2 separate regions of the Mus musculus genome follow, and region 1 is linked to region 2. Evidence: chromatin contacts called from public promoter capture Hi-C data. All regions are on one chromosome and are shown on one strand. The core of a region is the stretch at or near the end of the contact, and the rest is flanking DNA. Distances in the headings are between cores, read along the strand shown. Region 1 holds the start of Thoc2 (THO complex 2). Region 2 holds the start of C1galt1c1 (C1GALT1-specific chaperone 1).

The links. Promoter capture Hi-C pulls out the DNA fragments that hold promoters and counts their contacts.
Region 1: a contact with region 2 is called in a promoter capture Hi-C map of pre-B cells. The contact joins the promoter of Thoc2 here to the promoter of C1galt1c1 in region 2. A contact is called at or near these places in 6 of 39 promoter capture datasets (cranial neural crest, frontonasal cranial neural crest, hippocampal neurons and 3 more) and 1 of 115 datasets of contacts at active chromatin or transcription factors (astrocytes).

The regions. Positions count from the first base shown.
Region 1 is chrX:41,909,089-41,913,840 of GRCm38.p6, forward strand. It overlaps Thoc2 (THO complex 2), which reads right to left and starts at 2,813. Exons shown (of 39, transcript NM_001033422.1): 1 at 2,713-2,813. The coding sequence starts at 2,783.
Region 2 is chrX:38,633,013-38,637,649 of GRCm38.p6, forward strand. C1galt1c1 (C1GALT1-specific chaperone 1) reads right to left here and starts at 2,131. Exons shown (of 2, transcript NM_021550.3): 1 at 1,966-2,131. Gm52440 (a long non-coding RNA gene) reads left to right here and starts at 2,276. Exons shown (of 2, transcript XR_003953098.1): 1 at 2,276-2,417; 2 at 4,356-4,637. It also overlaps the pseudogene Gm18436.

The sequences.
Region 1 (4,752 bases), core at 1,563-4,062, 3.3 Mb after region 2:
GTGCTAGGATTACAAGTGTGAGACACCACATCAAGCTGTGCCATCCAACTTTAAATTCTCAGCTAATGTAGTGGGACATGCGTAAGATGATAATAAATTCAAGGTCAGTATGAGCTACAAGGTAATTGTCTCAAAAAAAAGATACGTTCTCTCTCTCTCTCTCTCTCTCTCTCTCTCTCTCAGTATGAGCTACAAGGTAATTGTCTCAAAAAAAAGATACGTTCTCTCTCTCTCTCTCTCTCTCTCTCTTTTTTTTTTTTTTTTTTTTTTTTTTTGGTTTTTCAAGACAGGGTTTCTCTGTATAGCCCTGGCTGTCCTGGAACTCACTTTGTAGACCAGGCTGGCCTCGAACTCAGAAATCCCCCTGCCTCTGCCTCCTGGCTTTTTTTTTTTAAGATAAGTTCTCTTACAGAAATTATATTTATATAATCATTAAACTGTCACACTAATTTGAATCTACTGTACTTCAAACCCACAGTCCACAAGCTATACAATAAATACATGAAAATCCTAAGTACAGTTTTTAAGTAGCTCTTTTAACACTAGGTAGCATGGATCATGTAAACACATATAAACTCAAAATCCCACTTTATATTCTTGGCTTCATACACCACTTAGTTTTTCTCCACCTATTGCCAGTCAGAAGTTAGGCAGGGCTCCTCCTCCTATTCTAAAGTGGAAGTAAAAACATTAAACTGTTAAAAAAAAACAAAACAAAACAAAAACAAAAGCAGCTAGGCCTGTGGATGTAGCTCACTGATGGAGCACATGCTACCCTCCATACACACAGTGAAATCCATCCAGAAGAAGGAAGCTGAGAAACCCACAAACACGACAGTTCACAAATGAATCCGCTTTAGATGCTAAATAAGGACGGACTGAACTGTCTGCGGAGGCTCTCCCTCCAATCTGGCCCTGTTCCCTCGAGCTGCTTCCCATCCTGCCTTCTCAGCACTCGACAAACAGGTAGCTGGTTAAACAGCACATAAAAAGTAAACATGAATGCTTCTTTTAGATGTGAGACAGACCTCTGAGTTAACAAAACTCGAAGGAACTCTAAGTATATACTGGAGGACATGTCCTACCAAAAAAAAAAAAAAAAATGAGATGACATCCCCGTTCTCCAAGGGCCTCTCAACTCATTAGCATACAAAAGTAAATATGCAGGATGTCAGAGGCCAACTAATCGCCAAGCAAAGAGCTGTCCCGAGAACTTTAAATTTCTAAAAGCTGGAATAATATTACTTTTAATAGCTATCACTTGCGCACTTACTATAACCCAAGTGCTTTATAGACATTAACTCTTCTCAACAATCCTTCGAGTAGAACGCTTCTTATTCCCAATTTACTCAAGGGGAAACGGCCCCAAATGGTTACGAATTTATCCAAGGTCACTCAGCTGGTTAAGTGGGCTAAGCTAGCCACTTACTCAGACAATCCAATTCTAGGACTCACGCTGTTAACGTTTCACAGAACAGCAAAGGGATGTGGGAGTAAGTCAAGTCACAAGAGCTTGGTGTACCGGGTTTCTTTGAAGTAACAAAGTTTTAAAGATTCCTATCTTCCCGTGAGCAACTGGGAACCTGATACTGGATGAGTGTGGGAGTGTGGAGGGAGACAACTCAAGCAGCTAAAGAGAGTTAATCTCACATAGGATTGACTGCTAAGCTTCCAGAGCGACTCAGAAGAAGAAATTACAACTTTTTTTTTTTTAATCAGTGATTAATTCTGTCAACTTAAACGGGGAGTCGGGGGTGGGGTGGCTACTGGGAGGCGCGAAAGCCGCTACTGTAGGAAATTACCGGTGACGGTACAAAGTAAGTTTATGACTTAAAGGACACAGAGATCATCCTAAAGTACTAGAAAAGCCTCGAGGAGGGCGAGCACTCGCTGCAGTCCCAGGCCAAAATGGAGTTCCCTAAACCTTCTACCAGGAAAAGTTGAATCCCATCCCGAAACCACGGCGAGGTGACACGCCGGCAGGGACTTGGCAAAAAGAAGCGGCAATCCCTGCCACACTTTCCCGAGTACCGCAGGGCCAGGGCAGCGCAAGCTGCCGCTCCCTGAGAAAGCAGAGGTGCCATGCCTGGCTGTCCCCGACGCCCCGGGCTCCTCTGCCACCAGCGGCGAGGAGCAGAGAGTTCGGGACAGTTCGCCCTCCTAAGACTTCGGGCACAGGAGAGGCCGGGAACCAAAGTGCGGGAGTCGTCTTAGATCCCGGGGGGGGGGGGGACAAATAAAAATAAGAAGATAAAACGGGACAGTGAGAGACATGGCAAGTGGCGGACCCACACAGCTCCGGCTGCGAAGCCACGGAGAGAAAAGGAGCCGAGCCCAGCGAGCTGAGTTAAGACGATGAGCCAGACAGACAAAAAAGCGACAGGGCAGGAGCCCAGGGGGACCTGAGGGGACGAGACGGAAGTTCTGCGGAGAGACCTAAAGGAAGCGGGGCTCCCGGGGACCACGGGGCTTTCGGGGAGGTCGGAGGGAAGGCAAGACGCTCAGCGGCGGCGGCGGCGATAGTGGCGGCTCCCGGCTCCGCTCCTCAGCCAAGTGGAAACTCCGGACCAACCAACCATCCTCATCCGCCGCCCGGGTGCGGGTGGGGGAGGGGGCGCCGCTGCCCCCCGGCCCCTGTACCCCACTTCCGACTGCGCCCAGCGCCCCGACCTCAGGGCGGCCCGGCGCCTTCCCTCGGTCAGAAACACTCACAATTCGCCTCTCCCTGATTTCTCCCAGTTCTTTATCCACTCTGCGGGAACCACCACAGCCGCGGCCGCCATCTTCCCCTCGCTAGTAACAGTGGCCCGGATGTGTAGCTCCCGAGCGCGGGGTCAAAGGGGAGCGCCGCCCACGGGGAGTGACGGAAGCTGCGAACTCGGGTTTAGATTTCCCGCCCCACCTACTTCCCCACCAAACGGAAGTCCTGGGCCAGGCCGACAAAGAGGTGGCGGGTGCCACAGCTCTCACCCCTACTTCCCTTTAGAACATATACACATTAAACAAAAAACAAAAACGCCAGGCCGCTGTGGCCTTTATGATCTCCCGTAATCTCTACCCCAAGCCACTAATTCAAACTCGTAATTTTTCAATCACTCGGTCTGTTAGGCATTGGTGGATGCTGGAACTGTAAGCCATGACATGAGCTTCTGGAAAAAAAGGAACATGAGATAAGAAATATCTCAACTAACGACTAAATAGAAAATTAATACGGACAGGGCACACATAATGGACAAAAGCTGGGAACCGCATGCTCCGCCAAATCCTAACTCCTTACTTGAGCTGTCAAACTAGGGAGTATTACTATGCCGAGAAACGATGTTTAAGGTGTTATAATCTCTCTACAAAAAATATTTCTTATTACAAAGAGAAAACGTTACTGTAGGAAAATATGGAAGATATCTCCCTGTGTTGGTGAAAATAAATTCCACCAGGGTTAGAGCTATACCTTCAGTGGTGGCTCACGCCTTTAATCCCAGCACTGGGGAGGCAGAGGCAGGCAGATTTCTGAGTTCCGGGCCAGCTTGGTCTACAGCTTGAGTTCCAGGACAGCCAGGGCTACACAGAGAAACCCTGTCTCGAAAAACCAAAACCAAAAACAAAAAAACAAAAAAACAAAAAAAAAAAAAAAAAAAACCCTGTAGCTGTGGTCTAGAGCACTTGCTTACCTTGAACCAGGCTCTGCTTTGGTACTTCACTACTGGGGGGAAAAAGCTAAATTATCTCAGAAACAGAGCAAGTGAACCAGGCACAGGGTTCCACAGATATAATTCCAACACTTGGGAACCTGAGGCAGGAACATAGCAACTTCCCATTGGCCTGAATGTAATTAATGCAAGGTAGACAAGCAAGTGAAAAGACGGACACCATGGGACTGCCCGTGAAATGCCTGTGAAGTGCTAGAAGAAACACTACTCAAATTTTAAAAATTGTTAATACCCAAATTTTATATATTAATTCAATATTGTAGGGCAGCAGTCATAACCATTATTGAGAGAGAATCTACAAAATTACTACCCTGTACTTTTCAAAGTTGCCAAGCTCTTAGAAGATAGTAATTCTTCCAGATTTTTGAAGACTGGAGGCAGAGGCAGAAGGATCTCTGTGAGTCACAGGCCAGTATTATCTACATAGCAAGCTCCAAGCCTGCCAAATGATTACATACAGACTTTTTTAAAAAGATTAATGGAAACAAGAAATACAAGGGATTTTCTCCCCTCCAAAAATCATATTTTTCTTTTGCTATAAAGGGCATTACTGGCACAATTGACTTCATTGGGGTATCTGTAATTAAATAATAATATTGTATCATGTTACTGAATCCAAATAACTCTACTCAAATCGTCCCAGTGGTAGCAGCAGCACCACTTGCTACCCACCCCGTCCCAAACCCCCAATGTTCTGGGTTCACACACAAGTGAAGCCTCCTATTTTAATATGGCCTTACAGCTCAATGGTTGGGTCACTTCTAAACCTCCACGTGCATAACACACCCCCCTCCAATATTCCTGAGTTCTTACTTATTACAGAAATATGTATACAATTCTGTTTTAAGAAACAAGACTTGGCTGGAGCAATGACTCAGCAGTTACAAGAATTGGTTGCTCTTCCAGAGGACACAGGTTGGATTCCAGCAGCCAAGTGGTGATTTGAAACAATGTGTAACTCCAACCCCAAAGGATCTGATACCCTCTTCTGACCCCTGATGGCAGTGCACATATATTGTATAAGACATACATGCGGATGAAGCAT
Region 2 (4,637 bases), core at 881-3,380:
TGATTTAACTGGTAGTTAATGTCCTGAGGTATTTTAAGCAATCTAAAACACATTTCATGTGGTTAGTAGCATATGTTATAATTAACACTCTGCCCCTAAGACTAAATGTCTTACTACATAGTATATCAATTAATGATGTAATAAAAGCCCACGATGGAAAGTTGTTTGGAGAAAGAAGTCAATATAGGCATTATTTGGGGAACATTTGTGACTATTTTTAGCTCCTCGAAAGATACTTAATTCCTTGAGAAAGTTAAAAAATAAATAAAAAGGAGGAGAGGGGAACCTTCTGTATTTTAATTTCAATTAGAAAGTGGAAGGAGAGCCAATGTAAACAAAACAGCTGACAATATTATGGTTTACATTGTTGCTCGTCAAGACTGAATGTTCCCCAGTCTCTTCTGCAACTCTTCAAAGTTTCACTGGACTCCTTCTACTTCCACGGTGTCTCTTACGGTTGAAAAGGACCTTAGAAGCTGTTACCTGAGGTCATTTCTCTCATTTAAAGAATATGTCCAGTTATGTGTCAATTTAAAAAAAATGGGGCTGGAAAGATGATTCGGTGGACCTGAGTTTCCTGAGGACCTGAGTTCCATACCCAGTGCCCATATAAAAAGCTGGGCAAGGCAGGAAGCCATGTCTAACCCCAGCACTGTGGGGTTGGAGGCAGGAGCTCATTGGGGCCTGCTGGCCTTCAACATATTTCCTGGTTCAGGAAGAATAAAGGGGAGAGTGATAGAGCAGGCTACCAAATGTCTGCCCCATCTGACCTTAATACTCAACGCTGGGACCCCCTCTAGTGTCACACAAAGACTTCTTTTAAATGGGGAAATGGAGAACCATAAAGGTTAAATAGCTGATCTAAAGTCACAAAGGCTATCAGTGGTAGAAGTGACCTATAAACGCGACATGTGGATCTAGTAAACATAATTGATGCTTGCACCAAATTTTCCCATAATGCTACAAGGATACTACACTGACCCTGTCTCCCCCCTTCCTGTCCCCTTTTCTAAGATGTGAGATAGGGTTTCACTATGTATCTCCAGCTGATCTTGAACTTGTGATCCTCTCGTTTCATTTGTCCATGTGCTGGTATTACTTGTGTGTGGCAACACTTCTGGCTCCTATTGTTTTCTTATAAAAGAAATGAACTTTGACTTTTACCACAAAGACAGCTGTTTGAAGGACAGGTGCAGTTTCTAAGAGTGTGTGGGGAAGTGGGTGGGGGAAGGCAAGATGGTAGTTTCCCTCTGTAATCCAGAGAACTTGGTCAATAAACACTTCCCATAGGAAAGGAGAAAGAACAGAAAAGCTATGCCTCAAAACAGCATTGTAAAGTTCACCTTTATATTACTTGTTATAATTGCAGTTCTTATCACATGATCATTATTTCTGGCCAATACTCAACAATCCAGACAAGTACCTTCATATGATTTTGTGTCAAAAATTTCCAGAATTTTTCCTCCTAACGGCAAAAATACTATTAAAACTCAAAACGTCTACTAATTCTACACAAAATTATTTGTACAAATTATCCTAACATTTTTTTTTCTCCGCTGAGGAATTAAAAAAAAAAAAGTAACACCAACAATCCGCACGATGGGATATTTTTGTACAGAGGAGGGAACTTAAAACGCACACACAAGAGAAAGCAGAAAGTATGTTTTTGCGACAAACTTTCTTTCTTTTTCTGTTTTTAGAAGGAGAAAGTGGATGGAGATCAAAATGGAGACTGGGTACCAGGATGGATATCAGTGTCCCACTGAAGGGCCAAGGGAGAAGCTCTCGGAAGGCTGCTTTCCCCACTCCCGCTGGGTCCTCCCGCCGCACCTGCCAAGGCATCCCTAGTGGAGCATGCTGGGAACGGGCTAGGGCCCAGGCTAGGGCCCTGGCCTTCCCAGGGGAGGGAGGGAAGCAGTAGCTCTGGGTTGTGCTTGAAGTGGGGGCCGAGGTTTTGGCACTCACCGCATCTAGAACGGCTCCAGGGCAGGAAAGCGCTGCCTCACGAGGCTTGGACGTGAGAGGTCCAAGGCCCACTCTGTTACGCTCGGAACCAGGCTGCTCTAGACGCAGGCGGTATCCTCTCGTTGGTGTCATTAATGACGGAGCAACAGAGGAAGCTGACGAGGGTGGGGGCGGGGCGGGGCGGGGTGGGGCGGGGCGAGAGCTGGGAACGGCGTGGGGGGCGGGCTCCGTGAGACTCGGAAAGGGCCCGCCCCGACATGCTCAGCTGTACCCAATGGGATGCCCCGAGGGGCGTGCGTGTTTTAAGGCCCGCCCACGCTCCCTTCCTCGGTCTGCCTACGGGCGTGGAAACTGCCGGAGTGCGGAAGAGAGCTGCTGCTTACCTGATGTAGATTTCTAGATCATTCCTCTAACCTACTCTAATGTGTTGGTACCCTTGTGGTGACAAGAAGGTAATTCCTCCCAGTATTCCTGGCCTGGAACCAAAATGCAAGTCATTGAAATTGTCATCGCTTTGGGGAGCAAGAATTGGCTGTGGTTACACGGGTGGTAGGTTTCGAAGCCACATAGCCTAGAAGTGATCCTTCAGCCAAGTGCTTTGCTATCCTGGAGAAGTGACTTCATTTTCACGCTGCCTCTGTTCCTTCCTTTGTTGTGTTTGGAAAATATCTCACAGGTTATCAGTTAGTGTACATAACTCCCCTAGCAAAAGGTGAAGTGTAAAGTAAGCATTCAGTAAATGTTGGTTCTGTGTATTCCACCCTGTATTGCTAGCAGATAGTGCCAGGATGCAATAAGCAAATATTTGAGGAGTTAATGAGTGTTAGAAATACAGATGGAGAACCAAGCCCAGTACAGGATAAGGGGTGCTTTCAAAGGGCTAGCCAATAAGTCAAATGCAGAGTTGAGTGTAGACTCCAGGTCAAAGTAGGACTACAGAACCCCCCAATAAATACCTAGTCTCATTTTTTTTGTTTGTTTTGTTTTTTGTTTTTTCGAGACAGGATTTCTCTGTATAGCCCTGGCTGTCCTGGAACTCACATTATTATTATTATTATTAACAGAAATTATTATTCTGTAGACCAGGCTGGCCTCAAACTCGGAAATCCACCTGCCTCTGCCTCCAAAGTGCTGGGGTTAAAGGCATGCACCACCACTAGCCGGCATACCTAGTCTCTTGAAGTGCTCTTTTGTAGCTGGTGCTATTCGGTCACACTTGTAATGCCAACACTAGGGAGGCCAAGGTAGAAGGACTAGCAGTTAAAGGCCAGCCTTATAGCTATTCAAAAGGTTCTGTCACTAGATTTGGTTCGGGGAACACCGAGAAGTGACTTGGGCCTGAATTCCTGGAAACTCATACATTTGAGTGGTGACTGGCAATGCCTTAAGTACAATGGAAAGTTCAGGAAGTCTTGTAATGACATCTAGATTGCAAGAAATTACTATTCTGGCAGTAGTATCTTAATCGGGGTGTCATATTCCTGACAAACCTTGCTTTTCTTTTTTTGGGGGGTGGCATGTTTGTGTTTGAGCTAAACACATTCCCAGTGTTCAGTGCTGTTTACAAGGCAAAGACAAATGGAGTGGTTCTGTCTGTGTCCTGCACATATTCTACACGGGCCTGGTTTTTCTGCAGCAGGCCTTTGAAGAGGGCTTTGTCTTTGTGCTATGCATTAAGTGCCTTTCCTTTTTCCTCTTCACGGCTGGCATCCAATTTATCCATATCACAAACAAACAAACAAACAAAAAAACCAAACACCACCTCATATTCTTCCACAAACTCTTTGGCCCACATCTTCCTCATCTTTTCCCTCAGCATCTGCCTTCTGTTTCTCCAGAGACTTGTGAAAGTCATGAATGGGAACACTGTTGGACTACTTTGTTTCAGTCTCTCCAGTAATCCCTTCTCAGTGGCACTGTGAATATCAGTGCCTCTCCCCTCTCTTCTCTTCTTCCTTTTTCCTTTTTTTTTCCTTTTTTTTTTTTTTGCCCTCTTACTCAAAGGATCAGCTGTCCTCCATTACAGTGAAAGTTTTCTCATTTGAATTAGGTACTGGGTTATTTTTGCCAAATCTCTATTTACATTTGTGTTGAATGAAGCCCGGCCAGTGAATTCAATTTTCATCTATTCATTTCCAATGCTTTCTCATAGATTTCCTAAACTGGACTCATTCCCAGAGACGGCTAGGAAAAGTTCCTCGTTTTATAGCCTTCTACGGCCAGCACTGCCCTCTCTCTTTGCTGGTAGCACACTATTTGACAGGGAGTGAGTGTTGATTCTTTTTTTCCTCTCTGTGTGATTATGTATAATTAAATACTTATGTTAGCAATGAAAATCAACACATGGTGCAGCCTTATAAAGATTGAAACAACTGAAGTTTCCTTTGTAGATTGAAACGAGTGGAATTTCCACACCAGTGGGAAGTTGAAGACAGATCAAGAGCACTTTGTCTACTGCTCATCCCTTAGCCAGGTCGTATAGGTGAGATGCAACCGGCAAGTGCTGAAAATGAACAGACACAAAGGTTTACAAAACAACCCTGAAACCAAGACTCTCAAGCAGTATTGAAGTTTCCTCTGAAGAAGAAATCCTCATTTTATAATCTTTCAACGCACTATCCTGGATAATTTCTTTGCCGGAAGAATTTTGTTTTTCTTTTTTGCTGGAAGAA